2 separate regions of the Anas platyrhynchos genome follow, and region 1 is linked to region 2. The links are chromatin contacts, called in public Hi-C maps. All regions are on one chromosome and are shown on one strand. The core of a region is the stretch at or near the end of the contact, and the rest is flanking DNA. Distances in the headings are between cores, read along the strand shown. Region 1 holds the start of ARTN (artemin). Region 2 overlaps ST3GAL3 (ST3 beta-galactoside alpha-2,3-sialyltransferase 3).

Region 1 (3,968 bases), core at 85-2,584, 150 kb before region 2:
CCGCTCCCGCTGCGCCTCGGGGGTCGGTGGTGCGGGTCCCGGTGCGCCCCGGGGTGCGGTGCCGGTGCCGGTGCCGGCGGGCGCGCAGTGCGGGGCAGCGGCGGCTCCATCCCGCTCCCGCCGCCGCCGCCGGTGTCAAATTCCAGCCGCCGTCACCTGACCGGCGGGGCGGGCACCGGCACCGGCACCGCGCCCCGAGCGCCACCGGGACCCCCCGGCCCGCCCCGCAGCCGGCACCGCCCCGGGAGCAGGAGGGCGCCGGCCCCGGGACCCCGCCGGCACCGGGACCCGCAGCGGCACCGGGACCTCCACCGGCACCGGGCGGCCGGACAGCCTCCGGACAGCCCTCCCGGACGGACCGACGGACGGACGCCCCGCGGCGAGGCTCCCCGGGCGGCTCCCTGCCCCGACAGCGCGGTCGCAGCACAGGCAGGACGGACACGGGGCCCCCCCCGTGCGGGGCCACGCTCAGCCCTTCCCGAACGGGACGGATCCCCTGGAGGGCGAGGGAGGGTTTGGGGTGGGGGCCACGGCCCCACGGAGCACCCTCACGCGTGGCGTCGGGGGGAGCCCCCCCTGCGGCCCCGTGGGGGCCCCCGCGGCTCGGCGTGGGCGCAGCGGGGCCCGTCCCCACGCACCCGAGCCCCCTCGGGCCACCCGTGCGCCTCTCCGGAGGAGGAGTCCGGGCTCCCCGCCCTGCCTCCCCGCCCGCCCCTGCGCCCCCGAGGCCACCCCGGGCTCGGCCACCCGCCGGCAGCCTCCTTACCTCCGCCGCCTCCCTGCCTCCCTCCGCCGGGGCCGTCGCAAGCCCCGGGGACATGGGGGCCGGCTGGCGAGCCGAGCCGAGCCGAGCCGAGCCCGTGCGAGTCCCTGCGTCACCGCCCAGGGCCCTCCACGTCCATCGTGGGGCTCTCGAGTGCTCCTGGCGAACGTGCCAAAATCCCAGGGCCGCCTCTGCTCGGCCTCGCTTCACACGTGCTCCCCTGGCCGGAGCTGGCCGTGGGGGCACAGCCCAGCCCGGCCGAGCCCCCCGGGGCCAGCCCTCATGGCTCGCTGGCCCCCCGGGCCCTGCCCGCGCCGGTGGCCGGAGGCGTCCGTCCAGGCTGCGCGCCCCGGGATGCTGCCGGCCGTGTCATCTGCCCGGGCAGCTCCTCGCAGCCTCCCCGGGCTTATATAACTCTCCCTGGCTGGAGCAGGGCCAGCGGCCACGCCGTGGCTGCACGCCGGCCCCAGGGAGCCCCTGGGGTTTTGGCCTGGGCTCCTTCCTTGCTCCCCGATCCCAAAGCGGCGTTGACGGCTTCCCCGCCACCCGGACCCTGTCTGGAAGGGCTGGAGGAGCGTGAGCTGAGATGAGACGAGGCTGCCTGGCCTGGCCTGGCCTCGTCTCGCCGGATTATCCCTCGCAGGATGACAGCTCCCGCATCCCTCCCGTGGCAGCACCTGCTGGGGAATGTGCTGGCCCGGGGGGTGGTGGCCAAGCTGTCCCCGGTGCTGCTAGCGGGGTGGCAGAGGGTCCGGAGGCACCGTTCCTGCCCTAAGAGGGCTGAGCATGGCGTGTGGGGGTCTCGCTGCTGTGTCCTGGGACTGCTCCTGAGGTTTGGGGGCACAGGGGTGGCCCTGGGGTGGGGAATTGGCAGGGATGGGGTTGGGGAATGGGACTCTGCTTCGCAGGGTGGCAGGCTGAGGTAAGGGGACTGCCTGCTTGGACAGCCTCCCCGGGGGTGGCACGTCCTGCCCTGGGGCCCCTGGCCGTGCCTGTGGGGCTTGGTGACAGCCCAAGGTGCCCCAGGCAGGGTGCCCCATCCCTTCCCACCTTCCCTGCACACTGCTGGGCTGGTCCTTGTGCCCCCTCGTGTCCTGGCTCAGCTGGGAGCTGGCCCTGGGTGTGATGCTGGGGGTGGGCATGGCACAGCGGGGTGTCCAGGGGACCCCTTGTGGTGCCCACGGTGTCCCCGGTCCTGTACCGGGGTGGCTGTGCACAGCCTGCCCCCTGTCCCCTCCTGGGGGTGCCCCCTTTGTGGCTGACACCCCATAAACCCGGAGGCCCTGGCTCTCTCTGTGCCCTGGAGCACGGAGCTCGCCACCAAGCACGTGGGGAGCAGAGCTGTGACGCAGACGGGCCGGCTGCGCTGTCCCTGTCTCGGTGGCGACGTGATTCCTTTGGGGACATCTGCTACCAGAACCAAGCGTCTGCTCCTGCTAACGTGGCTGTCCCCGCGTGCCCTGCTCCCCGGCTCGGGTCCGTGCCACGTGTGGGGGTGGCAGCGGTGGCTCTGCTCCGTTAGGGTCTGGAAAAGGAGCGTGGAGAAGAGGGGTCTGAGCAGCTCCAGCCGCTCCCCTCTCCAACTGGGGCTCCGTAACTTGTAGCCGTGCTCCCGGGAGGCAGTCGCCTCCGCAGTGTCCCGCCAGTGCTGGCAGGAGGCCACCCCTGGTGTCCGTCAGACCTGTCACCCACTTGGAAGCAGCCCCCCCAGCTCCCCCGAGTGACGAAACCGTCCCTGACTCGTCCCACGGCCCTGGAAGCTCCCCAGCACGGCTGGGGCCACGGCAGGGGTCACATCCTCCCTCCGGGCCCTGGCAGGTGTTGGAGGCGGTCACGGCCTCGGCCCCCGGCTTCCTAAACTGCTTCCTTCCTGGACGCGGCGGCGAGAAGGTCGCTGTGCCGGACACCTGCCTTCCCCGGGGCCGCACCCTGTGGGGTGCTGAGCGGCCCTGCTGCCGGGGAGGCCCCCGGAGAGGCCCAAAGGGAGGTGGCCGCAGGGAGGACGCCGTCACCCCGGCTTCCTCTGTGTGCCCCGAGGTCAGGCACGGTGTGCTTTGATGGGGAGGATCAGAGCGAGGGTCTCGGGGCCCTCTCTGTCCCCTCCAGCCCTGGCTTGGTGCCTCGAGTGCTTCCCACAAGGGGAGGGCGGCTGGGACAGCCTCCACTGCAGCTCGGAGGGGCACAGAGGTGCCTGCGGTGCCCCCATCGCTCCCTCCAGCAGGACACGGGAACGCGGTGGTTTGAGGCTGGGTGACTTCCACAGCTCAACAGGTGGGACAGCAAAACACCTCCAAACGGCCAGCCCCGCATGTACAAGGGGGCTGCTGCCCCCCGACACCTTGTGCGCCCACCCCGAGCCCCTCTCCCACCCCCTCGGGCAGCAGGCAGGAGGAACACTGCCCTCTCCTGCCCCAGAGCCACCCCCCTGGTTTCAGGAGGTGCCTTTGGGGCGCTGTGCTGGGGGAGCCAGCAGCTGGAGCAGGCTGGGGATAGCCCGAGCGGGGGAATCCCTCTGCCCTCCCCTACAAATGGCCGAAGGCAGCAAAAGAAAGAGGCCAGCCAAGCTCGTTTGATAGCTTTATTGCTTCTGTGATATGACTGAATCGATGTGACATAAGCCGGCTTGGAGGAGCCTGCAAGACTCTTGCCCTCCCTACCTAGAGGGAAAATTAAAAAAAAAAAAAAAACAACGCAGAAACTAAAACTAATTTTAAAAACTCATTGAGTTCTTACATCTCAGCTCGGTACAGCACTGGCGAGCTCCCCGGCCCTCGGAGCAGGTCCCTGTGCGACACCACAGGCTGGGTGGTGGCCCTGTCACCGCACCCGGGGGTGGCAGGGGGTCACCGCACCCCATGCACACTCAGACCGACCGCAGGGACCCCGCTGCTGCTGGCGGAGCTCAGCATGGCTGCTGCCTCCCTGCCAGCCCACCTGGAAGCCCTCGTCTGGTGCTGCCTGTCCCCAGCCTCCCTGCTCGTTCCCCATCTCCCTCCTGGCAGAAAGGGGACCGGGAATCACAGAGGTGCTGGTTGGGGGATGCTGGGCTCAGATCCCCCACGGCCTCACGGTCCCTGGTGGTGCTGCCTCCATGCAGCATGCGTGAGCCCAAGCCCAGGGTACAGCCAAGCCTCACCTGGGTGATGCTGCTACCAGGGAGCAGCACTGTGGCACCCCAGCCCCACTGCCCACACCAGCAGGAGCA
Region 2 (4,263 bases), core at 956-3,455:
CTACTTCTGCATTACAAGAACAGACCAGACTACTTATTCACATGAAAGGTGATAATGAAGACAAAGAAACGTTGGATTGATTTTTCACTGTTGCTTTTTTGGCCCCTCACTTTGGGGACAATTTATTTTTTTTTTTAAACAGGATCACCACAACTGATTCCAAAATCTGAAGAGGCTTCTGGCCCATCAAACCCTAGAACTCATTAGGTTTCCAAAACATGTTCTAAAATTTGGATTTCAGAGATCCTACACAGTACATGATTTTAGAGGTAATTGATATATATATATATGGAGATACCAAGCATGTTTTCTTTCAAAGTCCATGCTTTGAAGAGCAGCTTGTGACTCCAGGTTCTCTTTACCTTGCAGCCACAGCAGCTGATCCACACAAGGCATTACCTCCACCCAAAAGCCACACCATGTCCTAAACCAAACACCAACACATGCATCTGAAATTAAGATGTTCCAGAAGTCATCTGTGCATCCTAGAAGGATGCCAAAAAATGCTATGCTGTTCCTTGAGTATCTGCTTGACTATGAAAACTCCCATATGCAGATGGGAATAAAACCCCACACACAAACTGTAACTTTGAACAGTGCGTATATAGATTTTTCACTTCCTATTACCTTCTTTTACAAAAGCGTTTGATTTGAGGAAATCACTTGCTTCACCAAAATGTCAGAAAAATAACCCCGAGATGGACTAGATTCTGCCAGCAGGTTGTTTCCATGTGCAGAAAGTGGAGGACAATGGAGAAGTTATTCAAACAGCAGCAGCACAAGAGGAAGTTCATCATCACACTACCTAGTCCCTGGACAAATACAGCTGGAGATTATCTAAAGAAAAAAGTGTTCCTCCCATCACACCATGTATAAAAGTACAATGAATCTCTTTAAATTAAGACTTGGCAGAGAAACAATCCAGTGAGAGAACAGATTCAAGGGCACACAGAAGGTCAAATACTAAGAAACATTGGTTCCAGTCTAAGATCAATGGACATAAACTTCTAAGCACCTAACTAAATTTCGCAAACTTGTGAAACCAAACACCTACTCATACATTTTTGTTCCCATCTCTCTAAAAGGAACACCAGAAATTTCAAGGTCCAGATCATCAGATGTGCCACAATTCAGTGCTGAGTCACACCTCAAACACCCATGCTAACTTTGCTCTTTAGAGCAGCCACCTAGACGTTCAGAGGATTTTTGGCACCCCTGGAAGAGCAAACAAACATGAAAAGCAGCAACAAAAACCCACGCCCTGGATCAATAGATGACTTTAATCTACCCATCAATACAAAGGAGCAGCTTGCTTAAGAACAGTAACCAAGCATCCAGCAGTACCAGCATCACTGCAACACTGAGTGGCTTTGACAAAGTTAATGTGAAACTGCCAACTCCTCTTCACCAAAAGCCGCAATTCAGAAACTGAGAGCTGCCAGCACCCATTCTTACAGGAACCCAATTTCCTCAAAGAAAACCCATTGGGATCTCAGGAAGACAAGACCTCCACAGCATTCCACAACAGACCCCATTCCCCATTAGCATTTCCAGCCACCTGCTGAAGTGTGCTCCCAGCCAGGATTTCATAGACTCTCTGGGATTCACAAATTTTAGAGTTTCACCATTCTTGGATTACTCCACGAGCAGAACTCCTCATAAATGGCAACAGTCATTTTATTAACCTTATCCTCAACAGCTGCCTCCTCTGCCACAACTATACTTGACTGGCAAAATAACAGCTCGACACTGGCAGGTCTGGGATCAAATCAGAAACAGAAAAACAGCCTCTTGGTTTGTGATATGCCAGCTGTATTGGCAACTTTTGGGCCATCAGTTTGATTGAAATTGCCTGCACAAAAGAACAGCCAACAGGAAAAGGAGAGAGAGCAGTGAGCAGGGCATCCTATGAACAAGGACTACTGCAGAAGCCTGGGGCACCAGGTCACAAAACACGAGGGTCTGATCACTCAGAGAAAACAAACCGTATGTTTCTTCACAGCTTAAGCTGGTGGTTTGTAAAGCCTGGGGTTGGGGTGTGTGGGGGAGAGCGTTTGTTTGGTTTTGCAAGGTTTTAAAACTTTAATAAAAGAGCATCCTTCTCAGCCTGAATAACTTTGACATTCTTTCTCAACCATACTAAAACAAACATGCCCATGAGATATCCCAAACCAAATCAAGTAACGGCAATGCTAGCCATAATAGATGTTATTCAGTGTGATACACAAGCCCTAGCATTTTGAGGCCAAGGTCTCCATATGGAGAAATGTGAGCCAAAAGCTGGATTTAGGGCCAACTTCAAAATTGCACATATGGAAGGGAACTACAACCACCTTAAGATCCTCACTGCATCCAAGCAGGCAGTTATCACCAGCTCCAGGCCCACAGACATGTGAAAGAAGGAAATGAGATTTATCAGTTACAGCAGACCACTTTCCCACAGCTGGTTTTAATTAAGCTAATTTGGTGGTAGTGACTTATAGCAAGCAGAGCCTTCTCAAATCACTTTGTAAGTCTTTTTGCCAGCACTTTACCAGCTGTGCTGACCACGAACACTAACTAGGATGTTATTCTGCAGTTGTCTGAACTACGGCATTTAAGAGCGGTATGTGCACCCCCCTTAAATACCACCCAATAGTGCCACTGTTTACAGTAACAGGGCATGGGAAGAAGATGCAGAATATGAAGAAAGGTACTAGATAAACTCCACTGAGAAAGCCCCTTCTGAAAAGGCAGCTGGATCCCTTGCCAGAATCCCATTATGCCTTGGACATACCCATGCTACGTGAAACTTATTAACGAACATGTGGATAGAGAACAGATTTTGTAACTGTAGGAACACAACAGCCTATATAATTCCTAGGCTAGTTGTGCAGTCAACTCCTCCAGGCCAGTTTTTATTTTCTGGATACATACAGGATAGCTTGACCATGAATAAATGCTTTGGGTTACACCATGATCTTGCACAAGTCAGGGCATGGCTAGACAGTGCAAATTTAAGCTGCATTTCCAGGCATTCATAAGGGGATGGCAATGGGTTTAGCAAGGAAGACATTTAAATGACATCTAACTAGATGGAAGTTTTTCTAGGGGAACTGCATGCAGCAATAAGAATCAGAGAGACTAATGGCATCACTACCAGCATGGGTACGTAAGACCAAAAGACATTTAAAACAGATCTATCAGTAAATATAACTTAAGAACACACCAAAAGAAAATATTCTTTTGAAAAAACATTTAGCGCTTACTCAGAGCTGTACTGCCTAGTTCACACAAGGTATGCATTTCAGATACAAAAAAATCTTCCATTCAGATTAAAGCATGCAACCTAGTCAGCTCACCACAAATGCAGCCTGGGGCATTAATGCTACTGATGCCCAAGCCAGGGAAGTCACAGAACCAAATGCTATGTCACAAGCATTGCAAAGAAAACAAGTCATGTAGCAGGATCGTAACCTGGAGCTCCAGAAAAGCAGAATTCAGCCTGCTCAAGGACATGCTTCAAAGAACACCATAGGATAAGGGCTTGGAGAGAACAGGAGAGCTGGCTGATTTTGAAGGAGCACCTCCTTCAAACTCAAGAATGGTCCAGAACAGCATGCAGGGAATTGAGCAAAGGCAGGAGGAGTCCTGCATGGACAAACAAGGAGCACCTGTCAAAATTCAAATGTAAAAAGCATACAGGAGGTAGGGGCAGGGCCAGGTGAGCTGGGAAGGAAACAGACACTGTGCTAGCGTGCTGGGACAGGCTTTGGAAAGCCAAAGCCTGCCTAGAGTTTAATCTGGTGAGGGACAAAAAGGGCAAGAAGGGCTTTCTATAGGTAAATCAGGAGTAAAAGAAAGACGAGAGAAAATATGGGCCTGCTGCTGAATTGGGCAGCAGGCCTGCTGGCAAAAAAAAAAAAAAAAAAAAAATGCTGGAAAAATGGGCAGACAGAAGTCTCATGAAATTCAGCAAAGGGAAAAGTGAAGTCCCACTCCTGGGAAGAAGAAATAACTGTGTGCACCCACACAGGCCAAGTGCCAACCCACTGGAAACCAGCTTTGCAGAGAAGGACTTGGTGGACAAGTAGGGGAAGGAAGGCGAGGCAGCATCACGCCCTTGTGGGAAGGCAGGAGGGGGGATCCTGCTGGGGATCCCCTGTTACAAGGGGCACGGGGACACATGGAGCGAGTCCAGCGCATTAAGGTGATTAAGGGATTGGAGCATCTGCCATGGGACAGGCTGAGAGCACTGGGGCTGTTTGGCCTTGAGCAGAGGAG

The links. A called contact is a pair of places that touch in the nucleus more often than the background predicts.
Region 1: a Hi-C map of liver shows a contact between it and region 2, with 2.2 times the contacts expected there. The contact joins the promoter of ARTN here to the enhancer-like site in region 2. A contact is called at or near these places in 2 of 8 Hi-C or Micro-C datasets (liver and skeletal muscle).

What each region holds. Positions count from the first base shown.
Region 1 is chr8:28,968,459-28,972,426 of IASCAAS_PekinDuck_T2T, reverse strand. ARTN (artemin) reads right to left here and starts at 1,334. Exons shown (of 4, transcript XM_072041967.1): 1 at 767-1,334. It overlaps ST3GAL3 (ST3 beta-galactoside alpha-2,3-sialyltransferase 3), which reads right to left. Exons shown (of 13, transcript XM_038183312.2): 13 at 3,328-3,968.
Region 2 is chr8:28,821,438-28,825,700 of IASCAAS_PekinDuck_T2T, reverse strand. All of the region lies in intron 2 of ST3GAL3 (ST3 beta-galactoside alpha-2,3-sialyltransferase 3), which reads right to left. Among named protein-coding and RNA genes, the nearest start is that of ST3GAL3, 31 kb to the right of the region's middle. Within about 2 kb of position 2,205, at least 2 of the 8 cell types and tissues checked have an H3K27ac peak or open chromatin away from gene starts, as enhancers often do.